Linked DNA regions of Mus musculus: region 1 is linked to region 2. A link is a contact called in public HiChIP or PLAC-seq data. All regions are on one chromosome and are shown on one strand. Each heading gives the region's core, a stretch centred on a gene start, on an enhancer-like site or on the middle of the called end of the contact. The rest is flanking DNA. Distances are from core to core; before and after follow the strand shown. Region 1 overlaps Igf2bp2 (insulin-like growth factor 2 mRNA binding protein 2). Region 2 overlaps Vps8 (VPS8 CORVET complex subunit).

Evidence for each region. HiChIP or PLAC-seq counts read pairs in DNA pulled down with a chosen protein or histone mark.
Region 1: an H3K4me3 HiChIP or PLAC-seq map of bone marrow-derived macrophages shows a contact between it and region 2, with 5 times the contacts expected there. The contact joins two enhancer-like sites.

The regions. Positions count from the first base shown.
Region 1 is chr16:22,116,572-22,123,025 of GRCm38.p6, forward strand. The region is part of intron 2 of Igf2bp2 (insulin-like growth factor 2 mRNA binding protein 2); the gene reads right to left. Among named protein-coding and RNA genes, the nearest start is that of Igf2bp2, 44 kb to the right of the region's middle. Within about 2 kb of position 3,135, at least 116 of the 459 cell types and tissues checked have an H3K27ac peak or open chromatin away from gene starts, as enhancers often do. A contact at or near this core is called in bone marrow-derived macrophages, where this site is marked.
Region 2 is chr16:21,593,293-21,599,871 of GRCm38.p6, forward strand. All of the region lies in intron 44 of Vps8 (VPS8 CORVET complex subunit), which reads left to right. Among named protein-coding and RNA genes, the nearest start is that of 2510009E07Rik, 98 kb to the right of the region's middle. Within about 2 kb of position 2,494, at least 8 of the 459 cell types and tissues checked have an H3K27ac peak or open chromatin away from gene starts, as enhancers often do. A contact at or near this core is called in bone marrow-derived macrophages, where this site is marked.

The DNA of each region.
Region 1 (6,454 bases), core at 1,885-4,384, 520 kb after region 2:
AGGGCGGTGTCGTAAAGGTTGGGGTAGGACCTGGGAGGACTGGGAAGTGAGTATGATCAGGGTGCGTTTTGTGAAATTCCCAAATAATCAATAAAAGCATTATGTTGGGAAGGGGCTCTCTTCCAGTCAAGGATAAAAACCAACCAGTGCACACCAAGAACAGAGAGATAAGAAAGTGTAATAGGCAAAAGCACCCTTAAGAGGTCAGGCCACCCTGCCCTCTGGCTTCTGCAGAGAAGTTTCCCTCCTGTGATCCCATGCAGTAGTCTCCAGAGCCACAAGCCAGGGCTGGAAAAGATGTGGATGGCTTACTAGAATGTCACACTTACACATGTAACTAAGAGTCCACACCCGGGCTGCCAGTCTTTCAGAAGCCACCAGTCGGCAATGAGGTCAGGGCTGCAAATAGCAGTGTTTCTCATGGGCAAGAACTCTAGCTGTGATGTTAGAGTCTTTCTGTACCGATAACATAATCATAAATCGGACTAAACACTTTCTGTATATTTTCTAACTTACATAAAATGGAGAAATTGTATAATGACCTCAGCTTTAACAATGAATCACCCTATGGCAATCTCACATCATATGTCTCCTAACTCACACAGGCCACTTGACTGAATGGTTCTCACGTGTGAACTCTGCAGATGGCAATGTCAAAAAGTAGAACATTCCCATGGGTAAACCAGATTTTCTATATATTTTACTTAGACATATGTCAGTCTTATTAAAGATATTACTATGTCTTATTAAAAGATAATTTTTTAAAGATTTATTTATTATTCTGAACCAAAATAACCCGCTCCTCCCTTAGGCTGCCTCTGCCTAATACTCTGTCACAATGACAAGTCACTACCACAGGGAGATTAGAGGGATCTCAGAAACAGCAAGGCCAGGCCTATCTCAGCCACATGAGAGAGGCTGAGGTAGAAGGATCCTTCAGGCTTAGACGTTCACGCACAGCCAGGATGGCACTGAAGCGACTTAACCCTAAGAAACAAAAACAGCAAAAACCTACAGAAACAGCAGCGAATTTATAATCAACAGTTGACAGTAACTGAAGGTCTTTAAATGGTACTTTTTATTATTATAAAAATAGTATCGCCGGGCGTGGTGGCGCACGCCTTTAGTTCTAGCACTCAGGAGGCAGAGGCAGGCGGATTTCTGAGTTCAAGGCCAGCCTGGTCTACAAAGTGAGTTCCAGGACAGCAGGGCTACACAGAGAAACCCTGTCTCGAAAAAAATAGTATCTTTCTGGGGCTAGGAATGGAGTGAATCAGAAGAACACCTGTCTACCATACACCGAAGCCCTTGGTGTGGTCCCAGCACCATATAAACAGCGGATGCTGATCATCTCAGCTCTCAGGAGGTACAGGCAAGGAAGACTGAAATACAAGGGCATCAATGCATGGTTTTGAGGTCAAATCTGAGCTTCTTGAGGCTCTGTCTCAAACAAACAAACAAACAAACAAACAAACAAAACCCCCCACAAACACCTTTTGGGAGGATGCATTAGACCCGCCCACCTTACAGAGAGTAAGTAGCAGGGTTTACTTAAAGCCTAACAATTAAAATACAGATCATAAGCAAGACAGGCTTTGCCAGACAACACAACTGTGTCACACCAAACATCCATGCATCTTCGCCTTTCCAGAAGGGTCACATGAAATTATCTAGTGAAACAAGTAATTGCCTAAGTTCTTCCCACCATGCACTCCGCTCCTAAATAAGACTACAGAGTAAGCAATCAGGAGGGGGTGGGTCTGGAGTTATCCCAAAGGAGGCGGCGCTCAAGCAGTAACAAGGGCCAGAGGCTAAGCTGTATTCACTGAGCAGCTCTGAGTGGCTTGTGGACACCCTGCTTGCTTCCCTTGAGACCTGCCCACTACATGAACCTAGGCTATCAGTCTTAAAGAAAAAAAAAAAAAAAATCCTATTGATCAAGCAATTGAAACAGACTGAAAAATGTAACATAGACAAGTTATTAGCAGGAAAAGCCTCAATCATTTAAATATCATCCTTGGTGTTTTGGCAGGCTTCTGTCTTCTCTCAATGTAGGGAGCTAAGAGAGGCCTCTAAGCGGTAAGGACTCTAAGCAGGGCCTCAGCTCCAGTGCCTGACTTACTGCACACCCCAGGGACAAAGTAGACTTTCAGAAAATGGAACAACCATGTGAGGTCTCCATTCACATCTGTAGCAACTTCTGCTGCTGGGTTCATAGCTAGGACCTGGTTATTTCATTCAGGTATATAAATACCTGTAACTCTTGAACAATTCAGATCTCAAGTATGTGGAGGGTGTGATCTCGGAGCACCCATAGTTCGCCAGGAGGTGGCTCTGTCTTGGGAGGTCTACAACACAGGCCCGGAAGTGGTTTTCTGCAGACCACGTTCACCATGATTCCCAGAAGGAAGATCCCTAAAAATAGGTAGTGACCGCCTCTCCTGTGTGTCATTATGTTACGATAAAGCAGCTGACATGACAAGCCATTAGTCACAAGCCTTACTGACTCAGGTTCCAGCCTACACGAGGGGTGACCTGGGTTACAACTCACTGAGGGTTCTACTTGACAGGTCTCACAGTGCTACCCGGAGACGGTGTGGCTGTACTGGCAGGAACTATCTATGTATGTCTCCCCTCCCACCATGAGGTGTCTACTCTTTGGCTTCCGGATCACTTGAGTCCAATGATTTATTTCTTCCCCCTCCTTCCCCTTGCTAATTTTAAACTCAAGTCCAAATTAATATTTTTTTGAGAGATAGCGTCATGCTGAGCCCCTCCTACGACTTCTCATGACCGAGGAATCAACTGCAGCACAAAACATCTTGTGGCGGCCTCAGAATAGAAAGCACACTTAGAGAGTTTTAGTTTCTTTTTTTGGCCCAAAGCTGCCAAAGCAGTGATTTGCTCTAACTTCTGCTCTAAACACACACGCTTCCCCCATTTAGCTATCTATTTAGTGATACAAGGGATACACACAAAATAAAATTGAGACACATATTCTTTGGACCGGTAAGCTCAAGTTTACGTGGCAGCAGTGGGAGAGGGGCTTGCTGTGGACACCAGTGAGAAGCAGCGAGCGCAGGTCAGCAGAGGAGCAGGCGAGGCATGGTGAGGCGAGGCGCGGCGAGGCGTGAGCACGTGAGCATGGCGAGGCGCACAGGCCCCCTCCCTGCTCGGGCTCTGACCACTCGCTTCCTTCCTGTTCTCTCTGCCCTCTTGTCAGTGTCCTAGATGCTGATGTATGATATGATGCACCATGCCCTCCTCACTGTGGGTGCCTGAAGGATAGGGACCCATGGAGAAGATGCTTCCAAAAGCAAGGAAGCATGGAGCAGGGCTGGGAGACTGGGGAAGCTGAGCCACGCTTCCCACAGTCGGGGCTTCAACAACAAGTTCACGGCCAGATCCTGATTTCACCCTTAACTTAAACTTGTTGACTATAGAAGTCCTGTGGAACCCGAGAACAGAAAACATGCTGGTTCTAGATTTCTAGACAGATGAGACTACAATGGTAACAGATCTCTTGGGTGAAATTCCTGTCCATCAGGAAGTGACGCTGTGAGCCTAAATGCAGACTATTCCTAAAGGCAGGCTCTTTGTAAGGAGCAACCGTAATGGGTACAGATACATGAGCTTCAGTTCTGTAAAAACATCACCTGCTTGCTCCACTTCTTCCCCCAAACCAAAGGCAGAGACACATGGAGAAAATGTGCATTTTGGGGGCTGGAGAGATGACTCAGCGGTTAAGAGCACCAACTTCTCTTCCAGAAGTCCTGAGTTCAATTCCCAGCAATCACATGGTGGCTCACAGCCATCTGTAATGGGATCTGATGCCTTCTTCTGGTGTGTCTGAAAAGAGTAAGAGTGTACTCATTTACATAAAATAAATAAATCTTAAAAGGAAGGAAGGAAGGAAGGAAGGAAGGAAGGAAGGAAGGAAGGAAGAAAGATGCAGGAAGGAAGGAAGAAAGATGCAGGCAAGGAAAGGAAAGGAAAGGAAAGGAAAGGAAAGGAAAGGAAAGGAAAGGAAAGGAAAGGAAAGGAAAGGAAAGGAAGATGCAGTTTCTTATAGTTGGGTAACGAACTTACTGTCCACAGCTGTTGACCACTGCAATGGGGCCCACATTTTCAGCTACTATCAAATAGGAGCTCTTATCAAGTGCAATTTAAATAGCAATAAACATCAAAATAATTCGTCTGTGTGGCTAATCAGATCTGCTCTGCCACTGTTCTCCTTTTATCTACTGATGGCTCCTCTTCTCCCATCAGACAGTCCTCTCTTTCACACTCTCTCTCTCTCTCTCTCTCTCTCTCACACACACACACACACTCTTATTCCTCTCCCCTTTCTTGTCCCTGGCTCTCCCCTCCAGTTAGACCCTTCTCTCTCCTTACACAGTCCCCCTTCCATGACCTTCCTATATTTTAGAGTCTAGCGTAGACATAGGAGAGAAAACCCCTGGTCTTTGTCTTTCTGAGCCCAGCTTGTCTCACTTGACATGATCTCCTGCTCCTTCATTCCCCTGGTATGGCATTTCACTCCTCTTTACGGCTGAGGAGTATTTTGTGCATATGTGCTATGTGTATCCACTGAGCATATTTGCCAAAGCTTTTAATCCACTCACCTGCTGAAGGGCTTCCCTGCGGCCCCATACCTTGGCCACTGTGAAGGATGCATGCGCTGCGCTGCTATCTTGGCCACTGTGAAGGACGCATGCGCTGCGCTGCTATCTCTTTGGCACACTGACTTAGATTCACCCCAGCCTAAGTGGTTCGCTGAGTCATTCCATTCTATTTTCAGCATTTCTTGAGGAACCTCCACACTGATTTCCATGGTGGCTACACTCAGTTCCAAACAGCAGTGTCTTGAGAGGCCTCCCTTCCCCACAGGTAGTATAATAACATCCTAAATTATTTACTACTAAATTAAAATCAAATCAAACAACTGCACATTTCTCCCACTGGCATTTCTTATGTTTTGAGTTTATGTTTTAGAGAAGAGAATCTTACTATATAACACCACAGCCTGAAATTCGGAGATCACAGGCATATGCTACTATGGTCAGTCCTTGCAATAAAAGTACTTTAAGTATACCAGTGCAGAAAATGTGTCAGCAAACAGGGCTGGGAGGCCAAACTCAACCAGCCAGCCACCTGTCTTTGTCTTAGGGTTTTGTTTTAATATTAAACAAACTAAGAATACCTTTTGGTTTTTTTTAAATTACATTGGTTGATGCATTTATTGGTTGTATATAAATGTATGGAAGTCAGGCAGCAAACCCCAAGAATGATTTTAACTTTTTTTTTAAAAAAAGTTTGAAAGAGCTGGCATCATCAGGGCTACTTCAGTAAAGGCACTGCCACCAAGTCTTATGACCAGAGCCCAATTCCCAGGATCCACGTGGTGGAAGGAGAAGCAACTTTGACAACCTGTCCTCAGCCCTCCACTTGTATACACCCCACACACAGACCACACACACCAAATAAATGAATGTAATATAAACATGTAAATAACTCTTTTCATTGTGTCATGATTCATAGATGGCTTGGTAGGTTCTGATTATTGCTTTTATTTTCCAAGTCTGAAAGAAGAGTCAATGTCAACCACAGTATCTTCTTAGACATCAGACAGAGAAGTTTGACGTTGGATTTGATCAAGGTCGCAGCCCTGATGAACACCAAGACCAGGAATATACCATTTCCTACCTATGCTCTGAGGTTTTCCCATCACACAACTGTCCTCCTGGAGTCTTCCAAGTATGGCTGCCCAAAGTATCTTAAACATTCTCTACAGATTTGATAGCTCACCATAGTATCAAACTCATCCTTCCTAAAATAGATGGAGAGTAGACAGCACCACAGGCTCAGTGGTACCCTGCCCGATGACGAGATCGACCATCCTTGGCAAACCACTTCCAACCAGTTCCCAGAAGCTCTGCCTGGGGTTGTGTCTTCAGACCTGCCTATCTGTTCCTTCAGGCTTTTCTATGGAGTCTCACTACTGCAGATCCTTTACTGTATAAACATGATCACAAGCTCCAGAAGAAACTTGACGATGCTTTATTACATGCATTTATTTATATGGAGCTGGGAACACGAGTCTGCAGGTCAGAGGGCAGCTGGTTGGAGCTGGTTCCTACTCCACCATGTTATGGTCAGGCTTGGCAGCAAGTGCCTTTCTTTACTTGCTGAGCCATTTCACCAGCCCTAATAGACTACTTTCTAAAAACTCCCAATACATCTTACCACCATCACCTTCCAAACCACAGTCCTGTTTCCACCAGCTAGCACCACCATGTCGTCGTTAAAAAGGACCCTGTGATTAAGCAAACTGTTGTAGATGCCAAGCTAAACAGATCTCCTTCTTGCCACGCTTCTTGGGGCCTTACCAGACACACGTGCCTCACACATTTCCAACAGAGGAATAAAGAACACCCATTTGAAACATTACCTG
Region 2 (6,579 bases), core at 1,244-3,743:
TTATTTGAGTGGGTCCTCTGAGTCCGTGTGTTAAGAAGCTAAACCCCCAGGTTCATATGCTGGAGGTAGTTAGAGACATATAAGGTCATGAGAGAGACTGGGCTCCTATTGTTGGGGTTAAGAAGATTGGCTAAGGAAAAGAAGGGTCCTGGGCTAGCATGCTTTCACTTTCAGTATGTAAGCATAGAGGGAAAGTTCTCAGAACCACCAACCAACTAAACTTCTATTGCCTATAGCTTATCCAACCTGTGTCAGTTTGTCACAGCAGCTGGAAGTGTATTAGACAGTGCAGATGCCAGGCAACAAACACTGTTGTCCCTCATTAATGTGCACATGTACGTGTAAAAGTCCATAGTCCTGATTTAAGTCCCTTTAGCCAACTGTGTTTCAAGTTTCTTGGGAAACTCATAGATTTCCACTTCTAGATAGAATATCTTTGGGGTTTCTTATGAGGGGCAGTGATGAGCAAAATATGTTAAAAAAATCATTCATAAGACATTAGACATCAGACATTTGAACACAGAGAACCCTTAAAAAGTGACAAAGAGCATAAAAGGTAGAATCGCCCATAAACTACTTGAAGAAACTTGCTAAATCGTTAGCTAAAGTGGACCTGAGGCAGAACATCAGATTCAATCAAGAGAGTCCGGGAAAGCCGAGGTGGTAAGGGTTTACAGGGCACTCATGGGACAGGAGTAGCTCTGAGAGAGGTGAGAAAACTACTTGAAGTTTAAGAGAAAAATAAAACAATTATCTGAAAGAATTAGATGGGACAGTGCCCCAGACTGACATACACCCAGAAATAAGGTCTGTTTCTAGCAGTGCACGTGCAGAGCTGTATCACCAACAGAGCGTTAAAGATGCCCAGAGCACTCTCCCTGTGAAGGCGTAGGGGAGAATTTTTCTAACTGCTTCTTTGACCCCACCAACGAAGCTTAACAGAAGAGTAGAGCTGAGCTACTTACAGCTGCTAGAACAAAGTGGGGTCTTCTAAGAATTTAGAAGATAGACAACACCTAACAAAGTAAGAGTTCTACTCTCTGGCAAGTAGAGGGGGCAGAATCCATGGACACTGTTGACCCAGGCATGGTCCAGGAGATAGAATTAATAGGGACACTTAAGGTTATCATAATTTATTCCACATGCTCAAGAAACTCCAGGGAAGATTGAATCTATTGACTACAGATAGGAAAGCTAGAAAGCGTCAGCATCTGGAGAGTCAAATGGTGGCATCTAAGCTGAAGGTGGGGTCACCAGCAGAATGGATATTTACAGAAGAAATGATTAGCGAACAGCATGGCAAAAGAAAGTCAGGCATGTGGCTGATACTATTAGAACATTAGCACAGATTGTATGCTACACAGTCCCAGTGTGCACTCAGCGGTATCCCCTAACCAAATGGTCATTCATAAAGGTATTCACCTTTTGCTGTGACTCAGGTCGGATTTTGCTATAAGATGCGGTTCGATACCAAACCATGGTGTTTCGTCTTATAAGATGTTACTGGGATAGCAATCTTGTGGTTTCAGAGATTGTGAGTTTTGAGGAAAAGGTTTATGGGCCCATTTTGTAGGAAATCTTACAGCCGTTTTTGCTATACGCTTGTGCTCTCGAGGCATGGAGCTGCAGAAGTCTAAGAGGTAATGAAGGTTGAGTGCCAAGTGTCACATACTTGGATGCTTTTGACAATGTTTTTAATATTTAAAAAATTGAAAGGAGACAAGGTGGTGGTGGCACATGCCTTTAGTCCCAGCACACGGGAAGGAGACAGGCAGGTAGGTATATCTCTGAGTTTGAAACCAGTGTGGTCTACAGAGTTCCAGGACAGCCAGGGCTACACAGAGAAATCCTGTCTTAGACATAAAAGAAAAATGGAAAGGAACCAAAATATCCCAGTAGGCCACAGTTGGTTAGATTAGTTACAGCACCTGTATACAGTGAGTAAACTTTGTAGCAATGAAAAATACCACACTGTAGAGAATATTAATGTAGCAAACTATTGTTTAATGAACAGTATGGACATCACAGAGTGTGACTGCAGGTGCTCACAGTGGTCATTGCTGTGGTTGACTCTGGCTTCTGCTTCCTATGTCTGCTCTGGCTTCTAGATTTCCTTCAGTGCATATATTCCTTCTTATATAGCCAGAAAAAAAAAAAATAAGGCTTTTTACAGAAAACAATGATGGCACACACTCCTCTTTCACTTAAGCCTCGGATTACCTGAGTCAAGAATCACTTTGTTAACAGCACTCACCGAGGTTCAATGTGTTCAGCATTATTAAGGCCATCACTCAGCTGTCATCCACATCTCCAGATCTGCTCTCTGTACACCTGGATTTATAGCCGCATTGCCTGAGGCATTTCCAGAGGATCCTTTTAAAACAAAAGTAAGACCTTTTTCTGGGGCTGCTGAACGTCTTCTGTTGCACATCCGAGGCTTCCAGACTTAGTCTCAGGAGAGCAGCCTTCTCCATTGAGTCATCCACCACATCCCACTCCGGACTTGCCTTAAAACGTCTGCAGATCCTTTTATGAGGCCTTTTTTTTTTTAAGCTTAAATATCTACTTCCTTTTGAAAATCTATTTCTCCCTTTTGAAAAAGAACATAGCAGAAGTTAAAAATGTAAGCTACACTGTACATCTGGTGTGATTTCCGGAGTATTGATGTCATAGTATGTCACACCAAGGATGGTCAAGTCCTGTTCTTGCAGACTTTTTGAACCTGACAGTCTGGACAGCTAGCGGTTTTTACCTTTAATCTGAGTCATGCTTTCTGAAGTTTTTGAAAGTCACATCATGTCACCACTCTAAAGATGGGAGAATAGAACCAGTAAATGAGGCCGACTGAGGTCTCACACAGTAGCCAGCTTTATTCAGAGCAGCAGACAGTTTATACTCTGAGGTTAAGAAAGGTCACTGAGTAAGGTTCTCATGATCAAGCTGTGTACAATCTCAGGAGCATGGCAAGCATGTTTTCCAAGCAGGCATACAGAGGAGAGTTTAAGCATTTAATCGAATAACAAGAGTAAGCAATAACAAGTAAGTTGAAGTAAACTCACTCCTGTCAGCTATACCTGGGAGGGGCACAAGAGCAATTCTACCTTTTAAAGAAATGGGGGGGGATGGGGAGGGTGTCTAGATTCTTGTCTTGTTTTCTTGATGTGTTCTCACAAGCACTCCGAATTCTCACAACTGACTTCATCCTGGACCATGTTCCGACAACATGAAAGCAAGAAAGCTTCAACATGTTCCTACTTACATGGTCACATGACAGTGACAGAAAGCATCATCATCATTGTCGTCGTCCGTTCTGCAGCTTCCTCAGCTGGGAGCTACATTGAGCCTGGGAACTCAGTGCAGTTCCTTGGAGCCCTTCCCCATCATTCTAGATGCAGAAGTTAGGATCAACTAGCCAGCCTACAGTTATTGTCATGTCTTATTTATAAGTGATAAGCATATTAACCATTCTGGCTTCATGGGCCTGATACTAATATGTGTTGGAATTTACTACTGGATTTGGAATTTTCTATAAGAAACTGAATTTCTTTCATACAAAGCTGTTCATATTTTTTGTGTCATCATGCTGTGTCCACACTTACAAGTTCTGTATTTCAAGACCTGTGTCCTTTAGATTTAGTTTATTATCAACTTTGTTGATGTTCCCCTCCCCCCTTTTTTGGAGATTTCATAATTCATTTAATTTAGACTTTACCACAGGAATCTATAAATAATCATTGGCTGGCTTCCAGAATACTAAGTTCAGTATTATTAGAAATAATTGTATATATAGCAGCAAAGACAAATTATACTTTGAATGCTCAATGGTCTAGACTTAAAGAATATTTTATCTTTTAGAGGTTTGAAGTGATTTTGTATGTGTCAGATCCATAAAAGGAGAAATAATATCATCAAACTACATGTATGAAATTGCCAGAGAAAACAAGAAGGGAGGAGAAAGAGCAAACAAAACAGAAATCTAACACAGGCAGGATTCCTTCTTTGTGGTTTTTCTCTTGTCCTTGCTTGAATATAAAGAAACCACAGAGATTTGTAGAGGGAGGGATCTCCATCATAAACCATGAAGAAAATGACAAGACTAATTGTGTCCTCTTTGGTGTCTCTAACATGAGATGCCCCACTGTATTGCCAATGCCCTCTTAGTGTTGGCAGACACGAAGCACATTGCATGTATCTCAGTGACCTCTCAAACACTGCAGAAAAGTGACCCTCAGTACGGCAGCTGAAGGGTTAAAGTCTGAATAAAACCAGCAGGGTTGCACTTGTATTAGAAATCAGGAGTGCGCCTTCCGCTCGACTCGAGACTCGAGCCCCGGGCTACCTTGCCAGCAGAGTCTTGCCCAACACCCGCAAGGGTCCACACGGGACTTCCCACGGGACCCTAAGACCTCTGGTGAGTGGACCACAGTGCCTGCCCCAATCCAATCGCGCGGAACTTGAGACTGCGGTACATAGGGAAGCAGGCTACCCGGGCCTGATCTGGGGCACAAGTCCCTTCCGCTCGACTCGAGACTCGAGCCCCGGGCTACCTTGACAGCAGAGTCTTGCCCAACACCCGCAAGGGCCCACACGGGACTCCCCACGGGACCCTAAGACCTCTGGTGAGTGGAACACAGCGCCTACCCCAATCCAATCGCGTGGAACTTGAGACTGCGGTACATAGGGAAGCAGGCTACCCGGGCTTGATCTGGGGCACAAACCCCTTCCACTCCACTCGAGCCCCGGCTACCTTGCCAGCTGAGTCGCCTGACACCCGCAAGGGCCCACACAGGATTCCACACGTGATCCTAAGACCTCTAGTGAGTGGAACACAACTTCTGCCAGGAGTCTGGTTCGAACACCAGATATCTGGGTACCTGCCTTGCAAGAAGAGAGCTTGCCTGCAGAGAATACTCTGCCCACTGAAACTAAGGAGAGTGCTACCCTCCAGGTCTGCTCATAGAGGCTAACAGAGTCACCTGAAGAACAAGCTCTTAACAGTGACAACTAAAACAGCTAGCTTCAGAGATTACCAGATGGCGAAAGGCAAACGTAAGAATCCTACTAACAGAAATCAAGACCACTCACCATCATCAGAACGCAGCACTCCCACCCCACCTAGTCCTGGGCACCCCAACACAACCGAAAATCTAGACCCAGATTTAAAAACATTTCTCATGATGATGATAGAGGACATCAAGAAGGACTTTCATAAGTCACTTAAAGATTTACAGGAGAGCACTGCTAAAGAGTTACAGGCTCTTAAAGAAAAGCAGGAAAACACAGCCAAACAGGTGATGGAAATGAACAAAACCATACTAGAACTAAAAGGGGAAGTAGACACAATAAAGAAAACCCAAAGCGAGGCAACGCTGGAGATAGAAACCCTAGGAAAGAGATCTGGAACCATAGATGCGAGCATCAGCAACAGAATACAAGAAATGGAAGAGAGAATCTCAGGTGCAGAAGATTCCATAGAGAACATCGACACAACAGTCAAAGAAAATACAAAATGCAAAAGGATCCTAACTCAAAACATCCAGGTAATCCAGGACACAATGAGAAGACCAAACCTACGGATAATAGGAATTGATGAGAATGAAGATTTTCAACTTAAAGGGCCAGCTAATATCTTCAACAAAATAATAGAAGAAAACTTCCCAAACATAAAAAAAGAGATGCCCATGATCATACAAGAAGCATACAGAACTCCAAATAGACTGGACCAGAAAAGAAATTCCTCCCGACACATAATAATCAGAACAACAAATGCACTAAATAAAGATAGAATATTAAAAGCAATAAGGGAGAAAGGTCAAGTAACATATAAAGGAAGGCCTATCAGAATTACACCAGACTTTTCACCAGAGACTATGAAAGCCAGAAGAGCCTGGACAGATGTTATACAGACACTAAGAGAACACAAATGCCAGCCCAGGCTACTATACCCGGCCAAACTCTCAATTACCATAGATGGAGAAACCAAAGTATTCCACGACAAAACCAAGTTCACACAATATCTTTCCACGAATCCAGCCCTTCAAAGGATAATAACAGAAAAGAAGCAATACAAGGACGGAAATCACGCCCTAGAACAACCAAGAAAGTAATCATTCAACAAACCAAAAAGAAGACAGCCACAAGAACAGAATGCCAACTCTAACAACAAAAATAAAAGGGAGCAACAATTACTTTTCCTTAATATCTCTTAATATCAATGGACTCAATTCCCCAATAAAAAGACATAGACTAACAGACTGGCTACACAAACAGGACCCAACATTCTGCTGCTTACAGGAAACCCATCTCAGGGAAAAAGACAGACACTACCTCAGAGTGAAAGGCTGGAAAACAATTTTCCAAGCAAATGGACTGAAGAAACAAGCTGGAGTAGCCATTTTAATATCGGATAAAATCGACTTCCAACCCAAAGTTATCAAAAAAGACAAGGAGGGACACTTCATACTCATCAAAGGTAAAATCCTCCAAGAGGAACTCTCAATTCTGAATATCTACGCACCAAATGCAAGGGCAGCCACATTCATTAGAGACACTTTAGTAAAGCTCAAAGCATACATTGCA